Linked DNA regions of Mus musculus: all the other regions are linked to region 3. Evidence: chromatin contacts called from public HiChIP or PLAC-seq and promoter capture Hi-C data. All regions are on one chromosome and are shown on one strand. The core of a region is the stretch at or near the end of the contact, and the rest is flanking DNA. Distances in the headings are between cores, read along the strand shown. Region 1 holds the start of Gatd3a (glutamine amidotransferase like class 1 domain containing 3A). Region 2 holds the start of Pdxk (pyridoxal (pyridoxine, vitamin B6) kinase). Region 3 holds the start of Pttg1ip (pituitary tumor-transforming 1 interacting protein). Region 4 holds the start of Cstb (cystatin B). Region 5 holds the start of Agpat3 (1-acylglycerol-3-phosphate O-acyltransferase 3).

Region 1 (4,530 bases), core at 474-2,973, 590 kb before region 3:
TGTGTGCTGGGCTGACCCCAGCGGGTGGCTGTGACAGCCCAAGGCTGGCCAGGGAAGCTTGGACTGATCTTTGCCAGTATGTACAGGTTATGTGGGAGAAGGGACATGCCTGAGTGGTGCTTTACCGATACTTCCTGTTCATGGGGTTGACCAGGCCCAGCATGTCACTCGCCAGTGAAGAGACCCACAGGTGCCAACTCATGCTGATAACTATTCACTGGCCTCTGTCCAGGCCACAGGAATGGATCTGTGTGGCACCTGGTGCACTGAGAGCCATTAGCTGTCGCACCCTTGTCATACTCAGGATACACTGATACTATACTGTCTTGGTCACCTGGAACCCGCTCAGGCTTGAACACCGTTATGGGGAGAAGCCAGAGCTTAGCCTGGTGTCGCCAGGTTTCCTGTTCTGCAGAGCATTTCTCTGTGTAGCTTGGGGTAGAAAAGGAAACTGCTTCTTATGTGCCCAGGGACAGCCAGGCCCCTGGCCGCCCAGACAAGGACCCGCTTGTTTTGGTGCCATCTTGGGATCCCCATCTGCAGTACAAATACAGTTTTATGAAGCTTTACTGGTTTTGTCTGTGTGTGGTATGAATGTGGAACTGAGGGCCCAGGGAAGGGCAGGCAAGTAGTGCTGAACCATGCTTCAGCCATCACCATACATCTCATACATCTCATCCAGTTTAATTCTCATACCAGAAACTGGGCTCAGTTTGGAGTATTTTACAAGTCTGCTCCGTGGTAACCATGCCCACTCCACCCCTGTGGACAGCCAGATGCAAATTGCCTGACACTGCTCCACCCCTCCCCCCAACTACTGTCCCCTGAAACTGAATAATCCCTGACTCGCTGTAATGGTGTTGGGCCACCAAACCCACTTCTGTATGCTCCCTGGCTTCTGCATATACTGTGCATCCCAGGCCTAAATGTCTCCTAAATGTGAAAGGGTTCCCATCTTAAGATGGGAACACCCAGCAGCTAATTATCCCTAGGAGTTGAGAGAAGCCAGGTCACCTTTGACAGCCTTCACTGTGGCTAGGGAGAGGCAGTGAAACTCTGGGAGTTATCTGGTCATTACCCCGATGGACACCGGACTGTATGCAACTATAGCAATCACATTGATTCAAAATAGGAAATGGAAGGTACGATGCTCAGCTCAGCTCTTCACTGAATCGTGACTGGCAGAACTGTGGCCTGTGAGGAAGCTGCAGAGGTACCCAGAACACAATGGCAGGAGCAATTTACGATTGCACCGTGAGGGCGCGGGGCTTGCTCTGACCCCGTTATTTAAAATCAGTTTTTAGTCATTGCATAGACTGGAATTGCAATAGGTAGTCAAGGTGGCCTACACCAAGATGAGCGCCCTTCAAACATTAACTAGGCAGACCGGGCCGCTCAACAAGGTCGATCGCAGGAAGGTCCTAACCTGGCATACTTGCTTGCTTGCCCTCTCAAAACCGAGAAGAGGCGTGTCCCAGCTCGGTCGGTCATTGAGCTGGAGAAGTCCAGCCAACCGGTCTCTTAGGTGAGGGGGGGCGTGTCCTGAGATCTGTGGCCCCTCCCTCCCGCTAGTCCTCCAGGGAAAAAGGTGCTGGGTTTCCCGTACGCCGTCGGTCACTGCGCAGGCGCGGCCCCACCCACTGGCCCTCTCCAGAAAGGGGTTGTTACGCGCTCCTCCATTGGCCAGGCGCGACCCCGCCCCACGGCGCACGTTCTCCTGACACCACTGTGGCTGGCTGCCCTTCGTGATGGCTGCCGTCAGGGTTTTGGTGGCGCCAAGGCTGGCTTCTGCGCTCCTACCGCTCTCCAGATACCACCGGGCTCCCTCCCAGCGCGCAGCCCTTCACAGCTCCGCACCGCGGCCCGGGGCCAGGGTGGCGTTGGTGAGTGCAGAGCCAGACTCCCAGGCCGAGTGCCTTCCCTTGCTAGGTCCCCGCAGCCTGGGGTCGACCAGCTGTCCGCCCAAGGTCGGCTCTTGGTGGGGTTCAGCCTCCCCTCCCTCGGTAATTGCGTGTTGGGCCCTCGCCCTCGTCAGTGCCTCTCTTCCTGCAGGTGCTGTCGGGCTGTGGAGTCTATGACGGAACCGAGATCCATGAGGCCTCAGCGTAAGTCCTCAGAGTTTGTAAACACTCTCTTGGTTTAAAAGGCAGAAATGGCCAGAGGGTGACCAAGCGCAGTGGGTTCACATCGTGATAAGTCCAAAGCCAAAGTTAGCACAGCCAAGACACAAAAGATGCCACCCGGACCCTGGGTGAAGGCAGAATGCCTGGCAGCAAGCTGGGGTCTTGAACATACCCAAAATGCAACACCTGCGGAGTCAACAACCCTCGCTGCTCATCAGTCAGTAAAAGGATGCCTTGCCTACTTATTCTGGTTCTACCCTTACCTTGCAGAAGTCTGTAAGCGGCAGGAGCCGTGCCTTCGTAAAAGCAACTAGGTGTCCTATAAACTAGGAATTCCCCAGCACTTGGTGCCAGTCCATCTGTAAAATCGTCATGCTGTGAGGCCGGAGGACACATTTGGAAGTGATGTCTTTGTGGATTTTCTTCATATAGGATCCTGGTGCACCTGAGCCGAGGCGGGGCTGAGGTCCAGATCTTTGCTCCCGATGTCCCTCAGATGCACGTGATTGACCACACCAAGGGGGAGCCTTCTGAGAGGGAAAGCAGGTATGGGTAGGGAAAGGACCTTACAAGAGCCCTGTTCCCATGAGCAGCTCCTGTACTGTAGCCTTCCTGATTATGTGATCAAGTGTCTGTCCCTCAAAGCAACTGTCATCCGGCTGTTCTGGAAATACATGGCCATGGGCCAAATGTTTCTGACCTCCCCGTGACCGTTACAGGGGTAGCAGTAGCCTTTGGGTGTGAGGTGGTCATGCTCTGCTCTGGCTAGTCCCTGTGTGGTACTGTGTTCCCTTTATCTTGTTGCTTTGTTTTTGGCAGGGAGGGGTTGTTTGTTTTGTTTTGTTTTCCCAAAGTTTCTCTATGTAGAGAGACTGTCCTGGAACACACTCTGTAGACCAGGCTGGCTTTGAACTCTGATCCTCCTGCCTCTGCCTACTGAGTGCTGGGATAAGAGGCATACTCCACCACTGCCTCGGGTTTTTGTTTTTGTTGTTTGTTTGAGACAGAGTCTGTTTGGCCCTCACAGGCCTGGAACTCACTATATACAGACCAGGGTGGCCTTGGATTCCTAGAGATTCTCTTGTCTTTGCCTCCAAAGTGTTGGTGGGATCAAAAGCAGTTGACTCTATGCCCAGCACAACTACATTTTTTTATTTTAAAGATTTATTTATTTGTTATATATAAGTATGCTGTAGCTATCTTTAGACACACCAGAAGAGGGCATCAGACCCCATTATAGATTGTTGTGAGCCACCATGTGGTTGCTGGGATTTGAACTCAGGACCTTTGGAAGAGCAGCCAGTGCTCTTAACCACTGAGCCATCTCTCCAGCCCACAACATTTCTTATCTGAGGCTTGGTTGCAGGGTAGGGGCTGAGACTGAAAAGGTAAGAGAGAGGAACTGCAATTTAACTACCAAGGCTGTCTTTAGGGAGTTCCTCTTCTGTCTAGAACCCTGGCCCCTGAATCTAACCCCTCCCTCCTGTTGTACAACTGTATATGAGGTTGCATCTCTATCTGATGTTCAGGTGGCTTTGGGCATCCTGAAAAATGGCTTCTTAGGCAGCCCCTCCCTGGTGTGGAGGCCTGGATTCTGCCTGCTGTGGATACTTGGTGGGCCTCCAGTTCCTGCTGACCCCAGCCTACAATGCCTGTTGTACTTATAGCTCACTAGAATCCACTGTCACTGCCTCCAGGTGTTGCCTGGGAGTGCTAACTAGAAGCATCTAGTCTCCATGCTCACTTGAGGCTGTGAGCCAGTACTAGGGCGAGCCCACCGCGCTGCCTGTGTACCAGCCATGCTTGCACGTTGATCCTTTGTGCCATCTGCTCTTTCCAGGAACGTTTTGGCAGAGTCAGCAAGGATTGCCCGAGGCAAGATTACCAGCCTGGCTCAGCTCAATGCTGCTAACCATGATGCTGCCATTTTCCCAGGAGGCTTTGGAGCTGCCAAAAACCTGTGCGTGTCCAAGAGTAAGGGTCTACACCACACATGTATCTGCTCTTTTACAAGGGGTGGGCTGGGGGCATTTCAGCGAGATCACCAGGGCGATCTTTGCTTCCTCCTCTGAGCCTTCCAGTGCCTGGAAGCTGTCAGGGTGGGCTGAGTGGCTTGACCTCCGTGCTGGGAGTCAGGTCCCCAACACGCTCTGCTGCTTGTCCTTGCAAGTGTCGGCTCTCACACAGAGCTGTTCTCCCTCTGTGCTGCTGTGAGGAGTGACAATGGCCCCCATAGGCTCAATCAAATGTTTGAAAGCTTGGTCCCTGTTTGGTGACACAGTTTTGGAAGGATTAGAAGGTATGACAGTGTTGGAGGAGATGTGTCACTGGGGGTGGGCCTTGAGGTTTCAAAAGTGAACTGTAGGTCCAGTGTGTGTGTGTGTGTGTGTGTGTGTGTATCTCCCCA
Region 2 (4,257 bases), core at 457-2,956, 880 kb before region 3:
CCTTTAATCTCAGTACTCAGGGGGTGAAGAGTGGTAGATCTGATTCTGAGACCAACTCAGAGTACATAGCAAGTTCGAGTCCAGCCAGGACTACATAGTGAGTCCTTGCCTAAACAAACAAACAAAAGAACAGAATTTATTTATTTATTGGGTTTTTATTTTTTGAGACAGGTTTTGTCTGTATAGCCCTAGTCGTCCTGAAACTCATTCTGTAGACCAGGCTATTCTCGAACTCAGAAATCTGCCTGCCTCTGCCTCCCAAGTGCTGGGATTAAAGGTGTGAGCCACCACTGCCTGGTTAGAACAGCATTTGTAACCTCAGCAATGAGGAATAGAAACAGGTAGATCCCAGGGGCTTCATAACCAGGAAGCCTAGACAAACTAAGAGAGAACTTCCGGGTCCTAGTAGGGTATCTAAGTAAATGAATACATAAAATAAATCCAAGGCAGTTCCAGGTGTGGTGGCATACACCTTTAATCCTGGCACTCAAGTTAGGTGGGTCTCTGAGTTCAAAGCCAGCTTGGCTTAGATAGTGAGCTGGATCAGGGAGAGAGACATCATGAGACCTTGTCTCAAAAAAGCTAAAGAAAAGCTCAAAGTGAATTGCCCCTCCCTAAGTATAACACCAGAGGTCTTCTATACACATACACAAACACAGAAATGCCGGGATTATAAATGTACACCATTGCTCCAGGCTAGCAAGATTCAGTTACAAGAAATGTTTAGCACATACATAGTATCCAGCAAACGTTACTATCAGCAAGCAATTAATTATTCCTCCAATGTACTTCCATTTAGTTGATTCCAGTCAAGCCTTCCTAACAACTTGGTTCTTCTTTACAGCTTTTCTGGTGCTGGGGCCTTGGTATGCACCCCACCAACGGAGCCTCAAAACCACTTCCTTTTTCTGATCTGTTCCCCAAGCAATGGGAATGTTCCTTTCTCTTCAGAGCAGATCTGGTCCCCAGTACTCTCTCTCACCAAGATAAAGCAAACTTGACATACTGGCCTGTGCCACTGATCTGTGACCCTGGTGTGTCCGTGACCACAGGAGTGCCAAGTGTAGGTCTGGAGATGGGACAGGAAGAGAGGTGCGCTTTCCCTAGGACTGAGAGGACTTGGTGGGTAGTGAAGAGGGGAAGACCAGTGCAGCCCCTTCAAATCTGTCCCCATGAGTGGCTCTAAGCAGACTTGAGCCTAGAGAAGATCTCTTATTATATTGAGAAGGGGCACGTGACTCCTGACTCAGGGTAGCCTGAGATCAGATGCCTGTGAGCCCTACTGGGTCTGGGATTCCACGCAGGCCGCGTGGCTGGAAAGGATCTCCTGATCTCTGAGGGTCTTCAGGCTCTGGAGCTCAGTGGAAACTCTTTGGACAGCAGCTCCGGAGTATGCCACCCATGGAGTGATCAGCGCCGCGGGCCAAGGAGGTGGAACAGTGTGTACTGAAAGTACCGTGCTGTGGAGTGTGATACAGGCGAACCCCCTGACGCACAGACAGATCTGCAAAAAGGGATGTGAGGCCACGTGATGGAGCACAGAGGAAGGAGCTCATGTGCTGGATTCCACAGGTCCCGTTGCCCGGAGGGGCGGGGCCTGCGTGAGGCACCGCCTTCAGCCCGCCCCTCGCCGCGCGGGACTCGCGGGTTAGCAGCCGGCCTGTTGAGGTCAGAGGAGGCGGGGAGCGCGTCCAAGCCTAGCGACTGCGCGTGCTTAAAGCGCTCGGAGCAGAATCCGAGCGAGCGGCCTGAGCAACCCCAGCCTGTGACACCACCTGGACCACGCGCCACTACAGCTTTCCCGGCATGGAGGGCGAATGCCGGGTGCTCTCCATCCAGAGCCATGTTGTCCGTGGCTACGTGGGTAACAGAGCGGCCATGTTCCCTCTGCAGGTATGCGCTCCACTGCTTATGTAACCGGGCCGGGCTGCTCACTTGCGGGTCTACGGGTTCGCTGCGTGGCCTTTTCCGACTAATGACCTTGGCCCCCTGTGGCCATCCTTTTGGGTCCCTATTGAGCGCTGGGCGCGCTGAGGGCAGATCCTGGCGCAGGCAGGCCGGGGGCGTGGACTACCCTGGGGAGCTTACAGCGGGGTGGTGCAGGTGGCACGAAGCCCCCTGCCCGGCTGTGGCGCACACGGTAGCGCCTGAGGGTCCCTGTTGCTTCCGTCTGCCTGACCAACAGTGGGCAGGGGCTTCCCGAAGCGTTAAAATGCTGAGCTGGGAGAATCCTTTCCTTTGGGAGCGCGGAGAGCCTCTTGGTAGACACATTGGCTAGTGATTGCTCGCTCTCTGCAGACATCCACGTTCTGCTTCTACCCATTCTATGAACTTGGACCAAGGAGGAAGCTGGGCCCACGCTTGGGTCTGAACACTCTTAGGGTGGTCTGTCACCCGCAGAGATGGGGCTGGAACTCTGCACCTCCCGCGTGCTTGCTTTTATTCCTAAAAGACAGCATAGTTTGCTGAGTTTGGCTTTGGAAGCAACCTGTTAGAAGGGCTGTAGCCTTTTCTTCCCAGATCCTATCTCCTGTGAGATGTGTGATGAATGAGGCTATCTCTGATCATTTCTGGCAGGTGGTGCTTCCTGCTTGTGACTGGTTGCCCTTGGAGGGAACCAGGTTGTCATGGGCATTAGAATAGGGGTCATAGGCAATATCAGCTGACTGGAGCTTCCTTGCCTGGCCGGTCCAGCAGGAAGATTGGGCTGGCCTGGGCAACCAGGTGGTGGCCTCTTGCAATGTATCTTTTTTGGCTGGTCACTGAGCAGGGTGGCAGGTCCCCGTTCCCCTTCCGCTCATGTCTAGCCATTAAACTGATTCCTGGGAGATGTTAGGGTGTAGCCTCTGGCTACCATGGACCTGAAAGAAGGACTTGGAAGGAAAACAGGTGGCTGGAACTGCATTTAAGGACAATAGAGGACTGTCCTGAATCAGGCTTGCTTGCCAGACAAATAGAGCAATTGATTGTTATTATACAGCATAGGAGATCAAAGTCTGTAGGCAAGGGCAGTTGCTGAGTGTTTGAGCGCCTGTTGGTTGATAAACAGTGCTTCACCCACACGGTCTAGTGTAGGCATTCTTGTTCTATCCAGAATGCACTGGTCTGGTGCTTCATGCTCTTTACCTTTGCTCTCTAGCTTAAGGGGCCAGGATTGGGGTAACAAGGTCATTGAAGTAAGACTGTACTAAGGAGCCGGGTGTGGTGGCACATGCCTTTAATCCCAGCACTTGGGAGTCAAAGACAGGCGGATTTCTGAGTTCAAGGCCAACCTGGTCTACAGAGTGAGTTCCAGGACAGCCAGGGCTACACAGAGAAACCCTTTCTCAAAAAAAGACTGTACTAAGGAGCAAAGGGGCAGAGTCCTGAAGGAGGGACAGCCAGGGAGGGCGGGGCCAGGCTGAGCTTCATGCAGTTCCCTCACCTTGGGCAGAGGTGTGCCGGCTTCTGAGACCCCGTGTCCTGCGTTGCTTGCCTCTTCCACTTGCTGGTACTCTTCCTTCACCCAGCACACTGTCCCTGGGTCCCCTGGTCCTCTGTCCTCTAGACTGCACCAAGGGCTCAGTGTCCTTATTCAGGTTGAAGATATGGGGTTCCAACTGCTCAAGGGAGGGGATCCCTTCCCCTTCTCTCATTCCTCCTCCCTTTTTATTGAATTTCTCATCATGCTCCCCAATCCCACTCATCTCTCCCCCTGTACCCACCCTTTCAACCTCCCTCCCCCCAACAGTGGAAAAAAAGAAGGGCAAACAATCTCGTTGTGGAAGCTGTAGTGAGTCCCACAGTGTATCCTTATGTCCACACCGACTTTGCTTGTAAACGTTCATTGCAATGAGTCTGTCAGGTACAGGGAGGGCCTCTGCTACACCATCCATACTGAAACCACACTGGGACTCCCCTCAGATTCCCCATTGTTGCCCTGTGTCATAGAGATCCTGTAGTTTTGATCTATGGGACCGGCTCCATCACACACTCCAGCAGCTCATGGATGGGGTAGATGCTAAGGTGGGCCAATTCAAAGCCCTGGATCTGGGCCTGAGAGGTACCTGAGCTGGTCAGCCCACTATACCCACACCACGGAGGTGAGCTATTTTTCCCTGCCCTAGCTGACCCATCCAACAGAGCAGCCAGCAAGGAGGAGGGCTCTCCTGCCTTCAGCTATGGCTCTGTTGTGCTGTCCAGGAGAGATGCAGGGCTGGCTCTCTCCTGGAGTGGAGCAAATGAGGGGTGTGGCTAGCTCTTCTGCTCTCAGGCACT
Region 3 (4,085 bases), core at 1,410-3,909:
CTCATTAATGCTGACAGCTGAGGGTGTGCTGAACACACCCACTCTCCAGCGTTTTCAAAGTCATCCACAAGAAAGGATGGTCTTGCTTACTATCAGCCCACACAATGTCCCCGGAATGACGAGGTCCGGATCTGTTACAGGATGTTTTGGTAACTGGGCTTTTGAGAACTGAAAGACTGAGTTCCAAGAAACACACCCTGAGCCCCTGAGTCCCTGAGAATGGCCATGCTGGCCCTGCCCATTACTTGGCAGTCTGAATCCCCAGGGGCCAGCCCTCCTCCTCCACAGACCTTGTGTACCGGAGAGCATCAATGGCAGGCATTCTGGCTGAAGTAACTCCCAGACTCATGTGGCAAGGAAGGAAACACTGACAACCTGCTGCCCCGTGGCTCACATTTCAGGGAGGCCACACACAGTATCTCTCACCTCATCACGGGACACAGCCAACCACACACTGGAGATAGGAACAATGTCCTTGTGGTTTCTCAATGCTGATCACGGATGTCCTGACTCTGAGGCACTGTGGCTTAGAGTTCAGTTTAGAATAGCTATTTACTCATTATTAAAGAACTTTCAGACTCATTTAATAACTAAATGGAAAGGCAATAAATAGTGACTCGCTTCTGAGTGGGTCCTTGACGTTTCGGGTGAGTCGACTCAGGTCCTCAGGACAAAAAGACACACCTACATGTGGGAAAGGAATAATTGTGGAAACTAAGGAAGTGAACCTTACTCATTGTAAACCTATGAAACATGCTGCCATCTCCTGTGCCCCCAAGTGAAATGAACTTGAAAGGGCTTAAGAGTGCCCACTCTGGTGACAGAATTCAGAACTCAGAGGACATCTCGAATGTCATGTTGGGAGTACACTTGCTTGACAAAGTAGTCCTCAACACTGCACTGTTTGAGAAAAGGAGGGGCAGGACACCCCAAAAGGCATGTATGCAGTATTGAATAATACAGTTCACTAAGGCAGGTTCCTCAGGGACAGAGGGAGGGGAACTGCAGATTCCTCTACAAACTGGGGTGTTCAGTAAGGACCCACTACTTGGAGACCTGCACCAGCCATCACTGTGTCTTAGTGTTCCTAACACCACTGCAGCCCTTTTAGGGACTGTTTTCCCAAGATGAAGCTCAGAGACAGTGACTCCACACGCCATTAGTAGAGGGTCCAAAAGCCCTGTCAAAGTGTCCTCAATGTCGCAAATTTCACTCTACGGATCTATAATCTACTACAGGTTCTGTGAAGCACACAAAAAATATTTAAAGGGTGAGTTTTGCCAGGCAGGGCAAATGCTTTATGGTCAGCATTTGAGAGGCAGAGGCAGGCAGACACCTTTAAGTTCAAAACCAAGCTGGGCGTGGTGGCACACGCCTTTAATCCCAGCACTAGGGAGGCAGAGGCAGGCGGATCTCTGAGTTCAAGGCCAGCCTGGTCTACAGAGTGAGTTCCAGGACAGCCAGGGCTACACAGAGACACACTGTCTCGAAAAAACAAACAAAAAAGTTCAAAACCAGCCTGAACCCAGTCTCAAACAACAAAAAAAGGCGAGTTTTGGGATACAGGATACGGTAATGTAAATTTATGCAAATTCCTTGTAAAGACTAGCCGTTTTAAACATCAGCTATCTCCCTATAGAATGTCAAGGAGTAGAATCCTTACACCTAACACGTGGTGGTTGGTAACAGGTGAAGGTTCGTGCCCCCCCCCCTCCCCCCAGTATCGCAGCAGACACCCTTGAGACACTGGGAAGGGTCCTGGGTCTCCACAGGCTCCCCAACACTCTGCCTGGCATAAAGTCCTTACTGGAGAATCTAGCCCCAAGTTCCCCGGGGCGGCCAGGGTCAGCTCCTTTAGTCACCCTCACCAAGGTAGCAGGAGTGAGGCAGTCCCAGACCGGTCCTAGGCATACCTGGGAGCAGATAAGAAACTTAAACAGAGAGACGCGACAACTGGCAAAAGGTCACAAAGAGAAAACACACCGTGACAGGCTAGAGTGTAAAGACACCTTGAGAGAGCCTGAGCTAACAAAAATACTCTCTTGCAGCGCCTCATCAACTCTAGCGAGCGTACAAAGGTCAAAGTTGACCAAGCCTCAGTCTTGGACACAACTTGTCAGCTCCCTGATTCCCCTCAAACAAAAACAGTGCTGGAATGCAGATGGTCCCCGAGATGCTAAGCAGGTGCCGAGGCGTCGGTTCCGACTAGCCGAGTCTTTCGTGCCTCAGGGCACGACGTTAACTTCCAGCAGAGGCTGGCTGCCTTACCCAGCTTCAAGGGAGGGCGTGAGCGCAGAGGCAGCCAAGCCCGCGGGCTGGACTCCGCCCTGGATCCGACCCGGCCGCCCTCCTCCTACTCCTCGGCCCCTAGGCCCACGGGCCTTACCCACTCTCGGAGGTTCCTGCGCGGAGGCTCCGGACAGAAGCAACAGCAGCACGGCACCGAGGAGCATCACCCAGTGCGGCGTCAGCCCAAGGTTAGCAGGCGCCATGGTGAGTGCGTCGTCGGCGGGGACCTCAGGCGACTCAACTCCAACGCCGAGCTAGGATGTTTCCACAGTAAGCGCTCCGCCTCCGTAAGCTAGCCAGACGGGCGGAGCTTGCGAGTGCGCAGCCGCTGGCTCCGCCCCCTGACCTCCGCCCGCCTACGGGCGCAGCTGAGGCTTAGCACGCCTGCGCGCTGCTGGAACTGCGGGGAGGGAGCAATAACCGGAGCGTCAGAGCAGCGCGCGTGCGTAGTAGACTACTAGGCTGGGCAGTGGACAGCGAAGCTTTGCCACTTGCTCTGGAATGGAGCTGCTGGACTCTGAGGCGGGTTCTGAGGCTCAGCTGCTCTGCCTAACACAACTGCTCTGTAGCCGCCAACCCTTGGAAACCTCTGCCAGTCCTGTTAATTCTCTGCCAGAGCCGTATGCGTGTCCAGAGGGCAGGTTTTGTGGATTTACGTTAAAACAGCATCCAAGCTGTCTCGAACTTGTTACTGAAAGGCGTTTAAATCACTGAGGGAATGTGGAGGGTGTAGCTTAGATGGTAGAATTGCTTGCCTGGCAACCAATGCATGCACAAAGCCTCCGAGTTCCATCCTCAGAACCTCACAAATGAGTCGTGATAACACACACCTATCATCTCAGCACTTGGGGGTGGAGCATTGGAAGGATCAGAAGTTCAAGGTCTTCCTTAACCAATGAGACCCTGACTCAAAGAAAACAAAACAAATCCTTATTGATAGTGACTGGGGACGCAAACTTGAAGACACAGGAGCTTTGAGTAAGAGGGTACCTTCCCTGCTTGATTGTGCATGAACCAGAGACCTAGATAGCCAGACACCAAAAAGATCAATGCGGGACTCTGGATCCCAAGTTTCTCGACTCATTAAAGACCCAGACTCCAGTAGGAGTAAGCAAAATAGGATACAAGCTTGAGCCCACCAGCTTTATGTCCATTTGATACAAGCTAGTTATGACTGTAAGTGTTGCAACTCTGAAGGGAAAGGCTTGAAGCGTTCCAGCTCCACTCCTGGTGCTGCGGCAGAAGGTTTTCCCAAAGGAAGTATAACAGTTCTGCTGCAGGAGGGGGTTCCCATGGAAAGTGTCACAGGTCTGCTCTGCAGAGGAAGACTTCTCCAGCCAAAGTGTAACAATTCTGCTTTGCCAGAGGGAGGCTTTCCCCAGTGAAAGCGTTACAGCTTTACTTCGGCCAGGCAGGTTTTCCCCAGCCAAGTTCTGTTCCGGGGAAAATGTTACAGCTCTGCTAGAGAGGCTTCCTGGCAATTGGGAGCCAAGGAATACCACAAAGTCACACGACACATGAGGCACACAAGAGATTTATGGAGAGGGAAAAAAAGCAAACAAACAACAGCAACAACAACAACAAAAACAGGAGGGCAGCTAATTCTGCTAGGGTGAAAAGCAGCAGAGAACGAAGCCAAAGGCAGAGCTTATATAGGATTTCTTGGGGGTGGGGCTTCCCGTGGAGATTTCCAGGATGAGGATTGGTGGGATTTCAATTCCTGAGCTTGGGAGGACTCAGGGTCTTTGTATCACTGAGCTGGTCCAGAGCAAGGGAAGTTTAGCAGGGCCCTGGTT
Region 4 (4,196 bases), core at 1,450-3,949, 840 kb before region 3:
TTCCTGTATTCTCAATTGTTACTTGCTGTGTTGGCAGCGCCAGGATATGTAAATCGGGCTTCCTCACCTGCCCAAAAAGAAAAAAAACCGCAAACTGCCTTGGTGGAAGTCACGCGATCCCCAGTCTGGCCAATGGGCAACAGGGCGGAGCGTAGTCTAGCTGCTGATTGGCTCAGATTGGATGATGAATAAAGAGCTTGTGGCTGAAGCTCCACGTCTTCATGTCTTTATTCTTAAACCTAAAGCGAGATCCCCCAAAAGCCCCCACAATAATGAATCACTGTGTTTTTGCGATGCTGGGCATTACACCAGAGCCTGATACCAGTTTATGAACGGTTCAGTGGCTAAAGACACTTGCTGTCATTCCTCATGACCTGAGTTCAATCCCAGGAAGCAATATGGTGGAAGGAGAGACTCACCTCCAGCAGGTTGTCCTCGGACCTCCAATGTGCACCGCGGCATGAACGTATATGCTCATGAGCATATCCGCCCGTAAATAAATGTAGAAGTAAAATAAACACATCACTTGCCTTTTCTTGGTATAGCTACATTATAACTGTGATTTGTTTGTTTGGAGACAGGGTTTCTCCGTGTAGCCCTGGGTGTCCTGGAACTCACTCAGTAGACCGACCAGTCTGGCCTTAACCTCCTGAGTACTGGGATTAAAGGCATGAGCCACCACTGCCTGGTGTGACTGTGATTTTTCAAACAAAGGGGAAAAAAATTAAAACTAAGGACACAATTCATATAGTCTCTAAAAATATATATTTAGAGAGATCATATACAGTTTTCTGAAAATAATTATTTGGAAGGATGCAAAATACAACGCAGTTTGAGAATCACAACAGAAGCTGCTCAACTCCCTTCTCTCCATCACCGAGGGGGGTTTTACTACGTGGTCCCAAACACAGGTGCAAAGGAGCCCCGAATCAGAAGTAGGAGAGCTCATCGTGCCTTTCTTTGTTGGTCTGATAGGAAGACAGGGTCAAAGGCTTGTTTTCATGGGGGAGGGGTTGAAACACCCTCAAGTGCACGCATTTATCTCCACCAACATCAACCTGGAGGAAGACAGACAGACAGACATGTGAGTGAAAGGTAAGGTTCCAGTTCCAGGCTTAACCCAGCCTTAGAAACTGAGCCAGAACAGGCCACCAGCCACTAACTTAGCCAGTGATAACCCTTGTCTCCTCCTTTAAGGCCGGGAACCCTAACACCCCAAATTCATCCTCTCAGAACATGTACATGTCCCCTTAAGGGGTTCTCTGCAGGAAGTTGCAGGACACTCTGCTCTACTCTGAGACTATGTCCCCAGTTCATGCCAAGCTACTATCAGTACCCACCTTGATGAAGAGGTTGGTGCCAGCCACTATCTGTCTCTTGAAGGATATGGCTTTAAAGACATCAAACTTCTGATTTTCTTTCGATTCAAGCTGGGACTTCACCTGGATGGTGGGTGAGAAGGAAGGACTTAGATTCATGCACAGGTGCCCCCACACACACACACTGCCAGCCTTCAATACTCCTCATTCCGGGGGACATGGTAAACTGTTGGCCCCACTGATAAAGAACAACACAGCTCCTTTTTTTTGGGGGGGGGGGGGACAGGGTCTCACTATGTAGCTATGGCTGGCATGGAACTAAGCAAACTGGGCTGGCTTCAAATTCAGAGAGACTCGCCTGTCTCTGCCTCCTGAGTGCTGATGTGGCACGTGGCCAAGGTTCCCTTGCCTGGCCAGTGTGTCTGTAACATTTCCTCATTTCTAGGGTCTCATGGAGCTGACTCACTCCTTCTTGGCCACTTCAGTCAGAGCAAACACCTCCCAAGATCAGCTAGGCTTAGTGGACAGGGTCCTGGGCTTGGGGCGTGGCAGGAGAGCTGAAGAGAGGATTTGTTTAACTTTTCTTCTCTTGCTAATACCCTGAACCTCCCCCTACCTTGTACTGAATCTCTGCTCTGCTAACAGTCACAGGAAGGGCAGCCCAGGCCCAAGGTCCACCCCCTCGTTTCAGACTAGGCACAAGCAAGTTCTACAACTTCTGGTTTTGATCCTTTTTTTTTTCCCTGAGGGGCGGTGTTGGTGATGGTGGTGGTGGTATCAGTTGAATTCCTGCCACTGAGCTAAACAGTCCTAGCTCTTTCTTTTGAGGAGACAAGCACAGTAGCCCAGTCTGGCTTTCTCTTGTTTAGGCCTGGGTGTAAGTCAAAAAGGTGCCGTCTAGGTTCTAACAGCTGCCTTCCTGAATTCTCTGGGACCACCGGATCCCTCCACCGATCCCGGGGCTAGTTCCCTAATAGGTGAGTGGCCCTCTTGTATGCAAGCGGCAGAAGACTCGCCCCAGTTCCCGGCCCTGAATCTTCCAACCAGATCCAGAGCCCCCAGCTCCCAGTCACACTTGTGGCCGCCCCGGAAACCCGCTGCAGGACCTGACCAGTCTGGGCAGGCCGGTCCCTGAGGCCGCCGGGTCTCCGCAGGCCTGGCTCAGACTGGCCTGACCTGGGCCCAGCCTCACCTGGTCGGCGACCTCCTGCGTCTCGGCCGTGGCTGGCATTGTGGCAGATGGCGCGCCACACATCATCTTGGCAGCAGTAGTCGGGGTAGCACGGAGAAGCTGAAGACAGATCCAACTAGGAGACCTGGGTGCCTGGACCCTAGAAAAACCTGGCTTGGCTCCGCCCCCCCGGACCCGTAGCACGTGACAGAGCGACGGGGCGGGGCGCCGCACCCTCTCGCTCGCTCTCTTTACTGTCACCACCCTCCGTTCCAGGCAGAGTCAGGAGACCCAGGCTGGGCGTGGGCGGAGGGTGAGGCATGGTGGGTGCTTCACGTCCTTTCCCTGAACGGACGCTAAGAAGGGTTTGGAGGCTGGGAGTCCTGATTGCCCCTCAATGGTCGTGAAGTGATTGTAGGAGTATCTCTGACCCGGCTTAGGGGCTTCCGGGTCCTCACAGGATGCAGAGATGTGAGAAGGGGTCCTAGTCTTTCCATGGAGTAGGTGGACACGAAGTACAGCCCTGGACATCTCAATTTCCCCTTGTCCTGTGACTATTAAGTGGGGGTCTTGATGGGTCCCTATCCCTCCTTCCATAGAGTGGATACAGAAATAGATGATTGAGGACCTAGAAGTCTCAGATCCCTGTTCCTTGACCCCTGGCCCCATCCTTTCCTCCCCTCCCCAACGTGGACTTAGTTTTTGGGTCCGGATAACCCCATGAAATAAGAGCTTATCTGGGAATTCCATTCTTTTTGAATGACATGGCCTTGTCAGGCGGTAGGCGGGGCTTGGGGATCCCAGCCCCAGCCCCACAGAGCTGGGTAGGTGGTCTATTCTGGGTGAGACTCTATTCTCACACACCCAACACAGGCTGGGAACCATGAGGACCCCGGATATGCCCTCTGTCAGTGCTCTTACTTGAGTGACCTTCAAACCCGAGTTTCCGTTTGCAAAACTGTCACAGTTGGATAGCAGGACATGATGGTATACACCTGCAATCCTGGCACTTGAGAGGCTAAGCTAACCTGACTATGCAGTGAGACCTTGGCTTAAAAAAAATAATTTGGGGGTGCAGAGGTAGCTCATGGTAAGGGGCTTGCCACGGAAGTGCGACAGCCTGAATTTGATATTTGGAACCCAGTCAAAGAGCCAAGTGAGGGGCTGGAGAGATGGCTCAGCAGTTAAGAAAACTGGCTGCTCTTCCAGAGGACCTGAGTTCAATTCTCAGCTCCCACATACTAGCTCACAACTCCAGTTCCATGGGATCCTATTTCTCCACCCCCTGGCCTCAATGGGCACTAGGGATGCAAGTGGTGCCCAGACATACATGGAGACTTGTGGTGGTGGCAGTCAACCCAAACTAAAACAGAAGTTAGTACCAGACACTGGAGTATTGCTGGGATTAGGCCTGGCCATGCTTTTGTTTGGAGGAATGTGGATTTTGGGTTAGAAAAGCAATTGATCACTTAATAGTTCATAGGGCCATAGTAGTAGGAATATGGAAGACAGTGGTGATGAAGGTGATGTGAGCTTTGGGGGTCTGGTTCAAGAGGTTTCAGAGGACAAAACTATTTGTATGTGGCCTACAGACTGTTCTCGAGCTTTGGCTAAGAACGTGGTTGCTTTTTTGCTCTTGTCTAAAAAGTCTTCGTGAGGCTAAATTTAAGTCTTTGGGATTAGTTGAGCTGGCAGAGGAAATTTCA
Region 5 (4,608 bases), core at 465-2,964, 770 kb before region 3:
GCAGCATCTGAGCCTGCACAGTCCTTCTTGGCCTGTTTTAGGATCAGTCCCTTGCCTGGTGAGGGAAGGAGACTCAGGTGGCTGTTGGTCCTCAGATCCGATGACTCACTATGGACGGAACAGGCTTCTTAGAGAAGAGGGTCCTGACCTTCTTCTGACCCAAGGCTGACCCTAGGAAGACCCTGGACTAGGTTAATTGAGGTTTCCTCCTGGATTGGTTGTGGATACAATGTTGCTAGTCAGTTGCCAACTATAAATAAATCAAAGGGTACAGCACGTGGGAGTGAAAAGCGATCCTGGTGCCTTACCAGGCACTGGGGACAATCCTACAGGATTCCAGGATGGGATCCTTACTTGGGGGCAGGATGGGGTGTGTGTTGGGAGTGGGGTCCAGGAGGATAAGGGAAATGGGGTCTAATTAATTGGCGGGGAACCCCCAAATTTCCAGGCGTCCCCAGGAGGACTCAGAAGGAAGGGGAGTCTAACCTGAGCCATCAAAACATCCTGGGTCTCAAGGGGACCTCCGGGACTGGGAAGGGGTCTAGGCTGAGGCTCAGAATGATTTCAGGAGGCTGAACGGAGGCAAATCCAGGCTGGGCCTAGGAATATTCCAGTTCTTGGGGGAGGCAACCCAGGAGGACTCCAGGGAACCATCGGGGGTCCAAGTACGGCCCAGGAACACCCCGAAGAACTTCAGGGGGACAAGGGGATCCAGGCTGGGCCCAGGAACACCGCAGTACCCCAGAAGGACTTCAGTGGGCTAAAAGAGGGGATTCAAGCTGGGCCCAGGAACACCCCAGTGGGACTCCGGAGGACCGCAGGCAGCTGAAAGGGAGTCGGACTGGGTCTAGGAACATCCCGCTGGCCAGGGAGGGTGGAGGCTGCTCCCGCGGGGCGCGCCTCGCGTCCCCTCCCCCGCTTGCTGTCCGTTGGCCGAGGCGGTCGCCGCTGCGCCGCGGGCCGCGACTCCTCCCCCGCGCGTCGGTCCGCGCGTGTCCCCGCGTCCCCGCGCCTGGCGTCCCGCGCCGGCGGAACTGTGGGATCGCCGCGCACAGGAAGTGGCGGCGGCGCCGAGGCGGAGGGCGGCGATGGGGGCCCGGGGCGGCGGGCGCCGCACTCGCTGAGGCCCCGACGCAGGGCCGGGCCGGGCCCAGGCCGCGCGCGCCCGACGCGAGAACCGCGACCAGCAGGTGGAGTGCAGGTGAGCCGCGCCGAGCCCGGCCGAGCCGCCGGAGGTCGTCCCCCGCCCGCGGTCGCCGGGCCCCGCCGCAGTGGCCGGCTGCGCTCCGCGGGGCGCGCGGCCTGGAGAGCGCGGCGCCTGGAGGCTCCGGGTCCCGCCCGGCCCCTGTGCGGCCTGCCCGGCCCGCCGGTGCTGTGCGGGGTGCGCGGCGGCCTGGGGATGCGGGCGATCGGGTAGAGATGGGGATGCGGGGCCCGACGAGAGGGCCTGGGCGGCCTTGGGGCCCCTCTCCGGGGGGAACCTTGCTCGGCTCCCGGCTCCTCGCTCTGGGGGAGCCCCCCATGCCTGATTTCGGGGCCCTGTGGGCTAGTTTCACTTTTTTGCTTGCTCAACGCGGAGGGAGGGCTGCAGGTGGGACGCCCTGGAGGAAGGTGCGAGGGCTCGGTTGTTGTTGTTTTTTTTTTTTCTTGACTTTGGCGTTTGAGACCAAAGGCCGACTGTGAATTTCCACGTTTCACTCAGGCGCTGGGGTCATTCAGTAACCAGAGCCTCTGGAGGAAAACACCTGTCCACGGTGGGCCTGGAGCCCCGGAGCAGTTGACCCCAGGTACCTACGACAGGAGGATTGTGAACACTTAAGCTGGGTGGAAAATATATTCAGGTTTCCTTTTTAACTTCGAGAGAAGTTTAGGGGCACAGGGAAATGATTTTAGAAATGGCCTTTCAAACCTAACTTTTTAAAGCAGTGTGGAAAGTCTTCTCTAAGAGAATACTTAAGAGACTGGGTTCTTCTTCCTGGGAAACGAGAAGGCTACTTGGATTTGAGACAGATTGGAATGACTCGTCCAGAGCCAAGATCTTGGATTCTGGGATTGGACACAGGGTGCCGGTTGGGGGTGCTGGGTTGGTGGCTGTTGGAACTGAGTGGAAGCAGCTCTTTCTGCTTCGATGACATTGGGAAATGGACTGTGCCCCTTTCAAAGGGGTCTCTGTGCACTTTGATCACTCCCTTACTGTCCCTTCCCCTTATTAGGTAAGCAGGACTCCTTCCAACTTTAGGATTTAGCCTATAAGATTGATTCCTAGTATCACACTCTGTGCTTTGTAATTACGTTGTTTCCAAAGGCAGTTACATGCAATGGCTTTGCCAGCCTCTCTTTGGTCTTGGTGGCATGTGCTCCTCAGCATGGCTATGTTCAGCAGGTGGATGTCAGCTGGATGTCTGACCTAACTCAGTCTGGACCTACTGGAGGCCTTGTGTGTGGCCCCCACCTGCTCTTATCTGTACAGCAGCAGGGCAGAAGGTCTAGGTCTTAGAAGTTGCCTGTGGAATTGGTGGGAAGTGGGTTAAATACAGTGTCTCCTAGGGAAGGAAGATGGGAGGGATGCTGGAAATGAAGGGAGGTCTCTGTCTCACCCTAAGCTGCTCCCAGATAACAGGCCCAGCACCTGGGAAGGACAGTGCCTGTGTGTTCTAGGGGACTGGGGAAACTGAACAGAAAGTAACTGATCTACTTCAGAAGTTACAAAAGGAGCATCTACTGCAGTAGAGGAGTTGTTTACTTCTTTTCTGGGGCATATAGCTGCGACTCTGTGCTAACAGACTCTGAAACACACTGGGGTCTGAGGAGCAAGGCTAGCCACTTGTCCTGGATTATGTCACAAATCTCCACAGCCAGAATTTAAATGAAGAGCAAAGGGACTCTGATTTCCTCCAGCCCAGTCAGGGTAGTAAAAATCTGTATACATCTGTCTCTGGCCCACTTGGAGGCAGGTAGGGCATAGTAAGATCTTTGTATAGTATGGGATGAGCAAAGATGGAAGTTTATTGTTGTTTCAGGAGTTAGAATGGCATCGTTAATCCAAGCTCACTCCTAACAAGTTGGTGCTGGTTAACTGGTCCAGCCTCTCAGAGGATGGAGCTGGTACCAACTGTGTGTGTTCCCTTCTCCGACGGCTTTGCAGTGTCACTGCTTTTTCAGATCCAGTGCTGGACCCTTGGCATCCCCTACTCTCTCTCTTGCCAGAGCAATGGCTGCTTTCCCTGCATTCCTTGTGTGTACCCCACACTACTTTCCCTTCTCTCAAACGCTGACAGACTCTGAACCACATTTTGGCCTTTGCATACCTCTGTGATGTTTCCCATCTCATTCTGTGGGTGGCGAGGTTTGAACAGCTTGTCTCTGGGTGTGACCGGCCACATTAGGCCAGCGGCATCTTGCTGACTCGTCTGACATGAGCCCCGTAGCTGCTTAGTCTTCTCATTAAGAAGTTTCTGCTGCTCTAGGGCTGGGCTGAGTTCTGTCAAACATTTACTTAGGGACTCGGACTCCATGGGGGTTTGTCCTCATCCATTAACCGAAGAGCACTGGGACCATATAAATGATTTTCCCCTGATTTGTAAAGTGAGTAACTGGACAATGGGTCACTCCTAGAACGACCTCATAGTGACTGCAGGGTTAATTTGAGCGTATTAACCTCACGATGCTTTGTTTCAGGCGGTTGCAATAGCGGTTCTTCTTTGGACAGTCTTGCTGCTTTGTTTAGAGTCCGGCATGTTCTGATCTTGTTTGTCAGCCAAAGTCCAGCAGTGTACACTTGTCACCTGGGCATATCTGTACTTAGTTGTAGGGATGGAGAGACAGGCTGATGAGGTACGTGGGTCTTGCTGTACCTGTGACTGGCTACTGGACTAGTTGGGTGCCTTGCCATGGCTACCTCTCTTCCTCACATGTGGATGGGAGACACACAGGCAGGATATGTTTTAGATGTTAGTAGGGGTGAGTGGAGGCACACTTAAGTCTTTCAGGTTATGACAGGCAGAAGCCTCCCTCCTGGCTGGAGTGCTTCACATCACTTAGGATAATAAGCCGAAGAAGCTAGGTGCTCTCAATTGGATCAGGGTGCCAGTGGCCCAAAGGCCCAAAGAGAGCCCAAAGGTCCCTCTGTGACCCAGGAACCATGCATCATTAATGGGCAGTGTCTCCATTCCTTTTGGGAAGTTGAGGTGAGAGCTATAATAAAAGACAGTGGCAGTGGGTGTAGAGTAGTGTGGTAGAGAGCTGTTGCAGGACACAGGCTCTCCCAGCTGCTGCTGGTTCTCTGTCTCCCTGTCTCTGCTGGCCCTCTGTCTCCCTGTCTCTGCTGGCTGGCTAAGGGTGCTCTTCCTCTAACAATTTGCTGACTGGAGCATTCAATAGTATATGCTGATATTACATTCATCCCTGCTTTAAAAACAAGTTTATTTATTTAGTGTGCATGTGTACCTGTGTGGGTATGCATATGGTTGGGGCTTTGTGTTCAGAGGTCAACATTGGCTGGCTTCCTTCATTGCTCTCCACTTTATTCTTAATTATTTTAAAGAAAGATTTGTTTTTATTTTAGGTGTGTGAGTGTTTTGCCTGCATGTATGTGATGACACTATACAC

The links. Promoter capture Hi-C pulls out the DNA fragments that hold promoters and counts their contacts. HiChIP or PLAC-seq counts read pairs in DNA pulled down with a chosen protein or histone mark. Capture Hi-C pulls out chosen DNA fragments and counts their contacts.
Region 1: a promoter capture Hi-C map of pre-B cells shows a contact between it and region 3, with 5 times the contacts expected there. The contact joins the promoter of Gatd3a here to the promoter of Pttg1ip in region 3. A contact is called at or near these places in 12 of 39 promoter capture datasets (the 3T3-L1 cell line, 3T3-L1-derived adipocytes, the C10 cell line and 8 more), 4 of 115 datasets of contacts at active chromatin or transcription factors (bone marrow-derived macrophages, embryonic forebrain, embryonic midbrain and 1 more) and 2 of 9 other capture datasets (adipose tissue and liver).
Region 2: a FOXA1 HiChIP or PLAC-seq map of pancreatic cancer cells shows a contact between it and region 3. The contact joins the promoter of Pdxk here to the promoter of Pttg1ip in region 3. A contact is called at or near these places in 1 of 115 datasets of contacts at active chromatin or transcription factors (pancreatic cancer cells) and 2 of 9 other capture datasets (adipose tissue and liver).
Region 4: a contact with region 3 is called in a promoter capture Hi-C map of adipose tissue, with 3 times the contacts expected there. The contact joins the promoter of Cstb here to the promoter of Pttg1ip in region 3. A contact is called at or near these places in 2 of 39 promoter capture datasets (cranial neural crest and pre-B cells), 3 of 115 datasets of contacts at active chromatin or transcription factors (bone marrow-derived macrophages, memory CD8 T cells and pancreatic cancer cells) and 1 of 9 other capture datasets (adipose tissue).
Region 5: a contact with region 3 is called in a promoter capture Hi-C map of pre-B cells, with 2.4 times the contacts expected there. The contact joins the promoter of Agpat3 here to the promoter of Pttg1ip in region 3. A contact is called at or near these places in 1 of 39 promoter capture datasets (pre-B cells) and 1 of 9 other capture datasets (liver).

Annotation. Positions count from the first base shown.
Region 1 is chr10:78,166,948-78,171,477 of GRCm38.p6, reverse strand. It overlaps Gatd3a (glutamine amidotransferase like class 1 domain containing 3A), which reads left to right and starts at 1,723. Exons shown (of 7, transcript NM_138601.3): 1 at 1,723-1,883; 2 at 2,053-2,105; 3 at 2,556-2,669; 4 at 3,964-4,083. The coding sequence starts at 1,749. It overlaps Pwp2 (PWP2 periodic tryptophan protein homolog (yeast)), which reads left to right. Exons shown (of 21, transcript NM_029546.2): 21 at 1-568.
Region 2 is chr10:78,462,397-78,466,653 of GRCm38.p6, reverse strand. Pdxk (pyridoxal (pyridoxine, vitamin B6) kinase) reads left to right here and starts at 1,706. Exons shown (of 11, transcript NM_172134.2): 1 at 1,706-1,893. The coding sequence starts at 1,807.
Region 3 is chr10:77,580,229-77,584,313 of GRCm38.p6, reverse strand. Pttg1ip (pituitary tumor-transforming 1 interacting protein) reads right to left here and starts at 2,659. Exons shown (of 6, transcript NM_145925.3): 1 at 2,387-2,659. The coding sequence starts at 2,492.
Region 4 is chr10:78,424,173-78,428,368 of GRCm38.p6, reverse strand. Cstb (cystatin B) reads right to left here and starts at 2,699. Exons shown (of 3, transcript NM_007793.3): 1 at 2,512-2,699; 2 at 1,341-1,442; 3 at 747-1,058. The coding sequence starts at 2,577. The coding sequence ends at 930.
Region 5 is chr10:78,348,806-78,353,413 of GRCm38.p6, reverse strand. It overlaps Agpat3 (1-acylglycerol-3-phosphate O-acyltransferase 3), which reads left to right and starts at 1,714. Exons shown (of 10, transcript NM_053014.3): 1 at 1,714-1,787. It overlaps Gm40709 (a long non-coding RNA gene), which reads right to left and starts at 931. Exons shown (of 3, transcript XR_871856.3): 1 at 487-931; 2 at 1-250.